2 separate regions of the Mus musculus genome follow, and region 1 is linked to region 2. The links are chromatin contacts, called in public Hi-C maps. All regions are on one chromosome and are shown on one strand. Each heading gives the region's core, a stretch centred on a gene start, on an enhancer-like site or on the middle of the called end of the contact. The rest is flanking DNA. Distances are from core to core; before and after follow the strand shown. Region 1 overlaps Sox6 (SRY (sex determining region Y)-box 6). Region 2 has its middle 26 kb from the start of A730082K24Rik.

Region 1 (3,418 bases), core at 500-2,999, 740 kb before region 2:
GGCTAAATGATGTACTGGGCTTGTGAAGTAGCAACATCACAGCCCATCTGATGTGTGCAGGGCTGAAGCGGGAGAGGCAGCAGCTTGACCAGGTTACCCCAGGGCAGGAGGGATCAAATGAGGCTTTCTTTTATGATTGGCATTGTATTTTTAGCTTTCTTCTCAAACAGTGTCCATTTTAAAACAATTAGACCTGACCTGAAAATTGACTCGTAAAAGCTTTTCTTTTCAACTGAATTTAAAATCTTTCTGGATTGTTGGCTGAGGTCCTGGATTGGTGTCACTTTGAAATGACTGTTAAGTGTTTTAATCCTTCTAGGACTGATGTGGAAAAGTCTGTCCTCATTGGAACTCCACTCCAGCGGCTCTGCCTGCTCTCTCTCCATCACACCAGGAGCAGGCATTTGTAGCTGCAGAGTCTTGTAGTTTCACTGTGACCTTCTATCAAGTCTGTTAAAGTAACTGGCACAGGATCTAATGAAAAAGGCTGGTTAGCTGTTGTTTCATGTTGTAGCCCCTCAGACTTGCGTTAGATGCGGCCGCTTGCCCTTGGCTTTATTTGACTTGGTAAATATTACTTTAACAACATAATCCCTCATTTCATTAGAAAGGAAAAACATACAGGGAAATGCACAGAATTTAATTTAGTGCTCGCTCTCTCTCTCCTCTCCCCCTCTCTTCTTTCTCTCTCCTGTGTCTGTCTTTTTCTATCACCCACCCCCTTGGCCTTTCAGCTACCTTTTCTCTCTCCTTCCCTCTGACCTCCCTCCCTGTTCTCTTTAAGTGTCTCCTTCTGTCTCCCACTTGACTGCTGTGCACATTTCTTATTTTCTTCTAAAAATGTAGCCCTCAGGAGAGTAGTGTTCAACTTTGCAACTAAGTGCTGAGGGGGTTATCTACAAAGATTCCTGTGCTCTACAAGTCATGGGTGTGGAGCTATTTGAAAAGAACTGAGGCCAGTCCACACGCAAAGTGCCCAACCCTGCTGTGCATGGCTCTGCCCCGGAGCCTGCCTTTGCCTCCTAGTGCCCAGCTCTCTTTCTAGTGCCACCAATTGTAATCATATGGATTTGTAGGGGCAAAATTAGCTGGCAGATTATGGTGCTAACTTTTATGAACTGATGTGGGGGAAAGAACTTTAAATTAACCTTAAATATGACTTTTGATTTCTATTTTAAGCCAAAAAAATAAATTAACTGTTCCACATAGATTCTTATATATTTTGTATTTTTCCCTTTGGTGTTGAGTCTGAAGAGAGGTTTGTAAAAGTTAAAAAAGAAATTATCAATAGGTTAGAGGGGTGATTCTGAACTGTTATAATAAAAGATGGTATTTGAAAACTTTTGATGAGGGAAATTGCCACCATATTTACATTTAAAAAAGTGTTTCCTTATTTACACACTATTGACTTCCTATTGAGGCTCAAAATTTTAACTACAACTGGTAAAGAATTCAGTGGATCAAATTCAGTAAATCTGAAGTCACTGGAATAAAGGCCCCTCAGGGGGGGAAAAAAAACGTGTCAATTTTAAAGGTCTTTCCTAACTGAAGACCATTTTGTGATAGAGCCAAAGGTTAATAAAATCAGTAGTGAATGTAGCAATTTTACAGATAAGCTATTCACAACAAGTGTAGTTACTTGAATAAAAAGCTAATTCAGTTCTAAAATGCCACATGCAGTAGCAGTGAATAGCTGCTTTTAGGTGCTTTCCAGAGGAGGGTAAAGTACAGAATCGCAGCACTCTTCTCTCGCCGCGTCCCCGGCCGCCTGTAAATCGCTGTGAATGGGGCTGTGGGCTGACAGGCTCTATTAAGACAAACTGCCTTTCTCATCGGAGAGATAAAATAAATCAGGTGTTTAGTCAAATTAAAATACTTCAGCTGGAGCAGGCCCCGGGGAGCACTGATCCACCTTACTAATCCGAGAGAAACTCAAGACAGATGTGGTTTGGGGATAAAGATGACCCCATGGAAGAAAAAAGGAAAGAAAGAAAAAAGAAAGGAAAAGCCGAGCTGCAGCTGGCAGCTCGGTCTCTGCAGTTGGAGGATAGATACAGTGTTGCAGTTGGAGGATAGATACAGCTTACCGTGGAGGAGCAAGCGTCAGGCACACACACCCTGTGTGTGCCACACAGGAAAGGCAGGCGCACTGACTTGGAGAAAAGCTGTGTACTGAAGCTTTTTACTGGCTCCCTTTCTGTGGTTTATGAAGCTACCTCTGGCTTTCAGTGGAAGGCAGAAGAGGCTATTTTCTGGCAGTGCGTCTGAGAGAGTCATTTTAAGATAGTCTAAAGATGTCAAACAGATGACGCTAGGCAACCGATGACCTCTGCTGGCCCGCTGAGATGGGGCTTATCCCAGGTTCCTATCTTATTTATTTACTTATTTATTTACTCTAAGTTGATTTGGTCAAATCTCAAAACATGACTTAGGGTAAGATTTCCCCCACATATTCTTAAGTTAGTTGAAGAAGCATCTTATAACCCCCTGCTTCTCTAACACTCCCTGGTTGTACTTAGGAGTCCTGTATGCCCCTTTGGCTGCCTCTTCTTTCAGCCATCTTGAGCATTCTAGTTTCTCCGTAATAGTGGAATCTCGCGGTTCAACGAAACATGTCTGAGAATGAAGTAATCTGGGTTCTCAGGTTGTTTGGATCACTGACTCACACTTGATACTATTTTTATTACAGCAGGGTAGATAAATACTTCATCAATTTAAACAGAAAAATCTATTAGTATATGTTCAAATATTGATATTTAAATTCATTGTGCCAAATGTATACAATGGGTATGGAACAGAAAAGTCACCTCCCCAACCTATGCATTTAGAGAACATACATGATTGTATTGTTTGAATGTACTACTCACTGATCTGAACCCAAGAGATGGCTACACATAGGATTTCTCATTCTAAAGGAATTTTACATGTCACCCAGCGCCACTTATTGTGACTCATAGCTGTACAAACTGTTAATTATCTATGTCATCCAGCTATCACGTACTGCCCATCATTTAGATCTATTTAACTATCATTTATCATCTAGCTACCTATCACCTACAATCTATATCTGACTAGCTATGTATCATTTATTATGTACCATCTGTCTACATATATGCCTATCAATCACCTATCAATTATCTATCATCCATCTATCTATATTATACCTTTTCTATTACATCAATCGACTATAAATTATCTATCACCTATCATTGGATCAATTGATATATGGATAAACTTTACTTAAGTTTAAGGGAAAAAAATTGACTTTTTTTAGTGACAATGTTATATGAGTACCTAAAACCTTAACTTACAAATACTACTGTTACCTTGTTTTATTTTCCTTAAAAACATGGCTAAGTCCAATGGAAGAGTTTTAAAATCACTTTTACTGTTTACAATCCAACAGTTTCACTGTCTT
Region 2 (3,914 bases), core at 967-3,466:
CTATGTGGTATTTATATATAAATACATAATATAATTGATTCTGTTTTTGTTGGATTTTTTTAGAGCAGCTCTCCCAATATCTAGACTTGGTGGTGAGACAATAAAGGATTTTTAGACATCTGATATAGAGTTTAAATGTAACTTGGGTTCTCCAATGAGACCACTGCTAATCAGCTATCATTCCAACTCATTTTTAGCCATCACCTCTCAGAGTCTCACATTCCTTGTCCTTAAGCTGGAAACAACCTTTTGCTAGTTTGGTACAGCATTGTTCTAAGAATAAAGAAGTAACCTATTGAGACTTCATTTTGAATATTTTGTAAGTGTCGATTCACTTAAATAACCCAATAGACCCCATAGGAGCACGAGGCTCAGCTCAGTTTCAGTCGATACTGAAAGGTTAAAGACTAAAGACATTGCCCTTGCTTCTCTTGCCTCTCTTACTCTCATACTCTTGCCTCTTGCCCCTTGCTTCCCCTTTCCCCATTCCCTTCGCCCCCTCTTTCTATGTGGTCATGGCCAGCCTCTACTTCTCTACTCTCTCCTTCTCTTTGCCTTTCTCTGCTTCTACTACACTCTGAACTCCCCTCCCCATGCCCTGAATAAACTGTATTCTTTTTTTTTTCAATTTTTTATTAGGTATTTACTTCATTTACATTTCAAATGCTATCCCTAAAGTCCCCTATACCCTCCCCTGTCCTACACACCCACTCCCACTTCTTGGCCCTGGTGTTTCCCCTGTACTGGGGCATATAAAGTTTGTAAGACCAAGGGGCCTCTCTTCTCAATGATGGCCAACTAGGCTATCTTCTGCTACATATGCAGCTAGAGACATGAGCTCTGGGGGTACTGGTTAGTTCATATTGTTGTTCCACCTACAGGGTTGCAGATTCCTTTAGCTCCTTGGGTACTTTCTCTAGCTTCTCCACTGGGGGTCCTGTGTTCCATCCAATAGCTGACTGTGAGCATCCACTTCTGTGTTTGCCAGGCACTGGCTTAGCCTCACAAGAGACAGCTATATCAGGGTCCTTTCAGCAATATCTTGCTGACGTATGCAATAGCGTCTGCGTTTGGTGGCTGATTATGAGCTAACTGTATTCTATACTAAAAAAAAAAAAAAAAAAAAAAGACTAAAGACATTAATTGGAGGTCATAGGACAATTTAGCTGAGGAGCCTACATACAAGCCCAGGAAATCTGAACTTTATTCTAATGACCTAGCCTGGTACCTAGGACAGAATCAACCAAAGAAATGTGGCAAAGGATCTTTGTCATGTTTATGAACTGCAGGCCAGCTCTGTGCATGGATCTTTGCTGCCTTCAGCAGATCTGAAGCATGCCTAGTGGTTTTTATTAAAAGGAAGAGAGGTGCCTGGGAGGGACTCAGTAAAGGGGAAAACAATGCCTGCTACACCCCCACCCTCTAGGAGCTGGGTGCCTTGGCCACAGAGGAGACACTGATGCCTTCCAGGAGAACACAACTGAAGCAGTAACAACAACAAAGTGGCATGGGGAGAAAGAGCAGAAATCAAGACTTCAGTTTTCAGCTGTCACCTGTCTATCATAGGCTCTGAAACAAGGACAGCTGTCCTCTGAGGCATGGCAACGCCAGTGTGAGCTAGCTCTAGAATCCAGATGGAAAGAATAAAATACAAAGGAGAGAAGCCATGATGATCATGTGGCTTAGGCTAAACAAGGCGTTCCGGGTCCCACTTTGGTCCAGATTCTCTTCTCCAGGTGACTCACCATGTTTGGTTGGTCCAGTTCCTTGTTCAATGCAGAGACTGTGGTAGACAAGATCAGGGAACCAGGGTCCTCAGACCAGTTAGAATCCCATTCTGGCCTCAGTTTGTCCCATGTATAAAATCAGGAGGTCAATTAAATTTTAATACCTTTAACATCTTGAAAATCCCATGTGCCCTCGACTCACTTTACCCACAGCCATAAATCAATATCCTTGGGGCAAATGATTTCATTTAGGTCAAATGATTACTTGTACATATACAGGGGAGAAATAAAGACACCACACACACACACACACACACACACACACACACACACACACACCTCCTGAACCTCATGTTTATAGAGCCCACTCCCACCTCAGTCATACACAAAGCATCCAGACAGTCGAGCAGAGGCACAAACACCTGGACTCTCTAAGCTGCTCCTTCCCCCACCCACTCTCTTGATCCCGCCCCACAGCCCCCTTTCCAACTCCCCTGCTGGGTAGCCAAGAGGGCCTAGCCTTCCACTGTCTAGTTACCTAAGATGATGGGCTGGTGCCACCCAATGGTCAGGATCAGAAGTACACCCTTGGTTTCAAGACCCAAAGGGGATTGGAAAGGGTCCAGGGTCATTCAATCCATCATTCTCTGTGCAGTGAGGTTGTGTCCAGAGTTGCCCTAGATAGACCAGGCTGCCTATGGTCGTAAACCTTCTCAAAGGTCAGGGGATTGTCACTGACACTCTGGGAGACTTTGGGCCAGGCCAGAGCCTAAAAATATTGGGTGCAAACTGTGTGCTCAGCACCATTCTAGAAGCTTTATCTGCAGTCTCCTTTTGATCCTCACACCTGCTGCTTTGCAGGGCATGTATTACTGTCTCTATTTTAAATAACTACTACTAAGAGGGGTGACTCTGAGACACAACTCCAGCTCTGACTGGCAGTCACCTGGCCACCCTGGACTTAGTCTTCTCTACATCTTTGAATCTAATCATTCATTCATTCATCCATTCAGTAATTCAGTCAGTCAGTCAGTCATTCAGTCACTCACTCACTCACTCACTCACTCACTCATTCTTCCTGTGAATGTTATGGATAGGATCCATGTTAGAAAGAATTCAGAGGGGCACCAAGGTATGACTTTAAATAGCTTCTAGGCTTCAAGAGTCAATGAGTGTTGTGTCTTCCAGAGTCCTTAAATATATAACCTTAGAGGCTCTTCTTTGTCAAGTTGTATGTAAGTACAAATGGTAAAAATGAAGCCCTAGCCTAGAGTGGAAGGCAGCCAGCACATAGAGGAGAGCAGCCAATGTGCTTGAGCAAAGACTCTTCAGTCCACATTCTTCTAATCTAGGACTGCCCCAATGTGAGCCCAAACACAGTCAAGGAAAGAGTGAAAAAAAACTGTGGTAATTGGTTTCAAAGGACTCTGTTTGTGTCACAGGTGAGAGCCAGGAGCAGAGAGGCACTTCAAGTGCAGAGAAACTCGGTATGTCCTGCCATTCTGACATCTCCAGCCTCTCTCCACAGCCCAACTCCAACCTTTGTCCCTACTCAACTGCTTCTCCACCTGCATCCTCACAGAGTCCTACTTCCCAAGCTCCAAACAGCCCACAATTCACTAGCTCCTGATCTTTGCTTATTTTGATTAATGCATAGGAATAGAATAATAGAATCATAGTATGTGAAATACCAGAAAAAAATCACCCAGTCCAAAGTGTGTGGATAAGTAAGAGACCTAGGTAAGAAGATTGATCCAAGATCACATGGCCAGCATATGTTATGGTATAGCACCATACAATGTAGCCTGTAAAATAACTGGGTGCAGAGTTCACACTGCCCTTTCCAGGATCACTTTCTCCCTTTCCTCTTCATCACCATCCTTGTGAAATCAGACAGTGATGGAGGTCTGCATCAATCAATTCTAAGTCATCTTTTCACATTCCCATTCCTTTCCAGTTTCCCAGCCCAAGTATAACTGTCCTTGAAGACAGAAAACACCTTTACTTTCTTATAAAGTCTTAATTCTAGCACAATGATGATTTAATTCTAGCATGCAAATTAATAAAGGCTTAGTTCTATCATGTACATATCAATATTGGGTGGGTAGCCGGAGGTATAGATGAATGGAAGAAAGGGAGAAGGGGGAGAGTGAAGGGAAGGAGAATTCTGAGGTCTGTAGCTTCATT

What was found. Hi-C and Micro-C count contacts between places; a contact is called where the count stands out from the background.
Region 1: a Hi-C map of the N1E-115 cell line shows a contact between it and region 2, with 5 times the contacts expected there. The contact joins two enhancer-like sites. A contact is called at or near these places in 2 of 484 Hi-C or Micro-C datasets (the N1E-115 cell line and stem cell-derived neural stem cells) and 2 of 115 datasets of contacts at active chromatin or transcription factors (oligodendrocyte precursor cells and stem cell-derived neural progenitor cells).

Annotation. Positions count from the first base shown.
Region 1 is chr7:115,665,597-115,669,014 of GRCm38.p6, reverse strand. The region is part of intron 5 of Sox6 (SRY (sex determining region Y)-box 6); the gene reads left to right. Among named protein-coding and RNA genes, the nearest start is that of Gm51455, 170 kb to the right of the region's middle. Within about 2 kb of position 1,749, at least 56 of the 459 cell types and tissues checked have an H3K27ac peak or open chromatin away from gene starts, as enhancers often do. A contact at or near this core is called in the N1E-115 cell line, where this site is marked.
Region 2 is chr7:114,920,738-114,924,651 of GRCm38.p6, reverse strand. No RefSeq gene overlaps it. Among named protein-coding and RNA genes, the nearest start is that of A730082K24Rik, 26 kb to the left of the region's middle. Within about 2 kb of position 2,216, at least 18 of the 459 cell types and tissues checked have an H3K27ac peak or open chromatin away from gene starts, as enhancers often do. A contact at or near this core is called in the N1E-115 cell line, where this site is marked.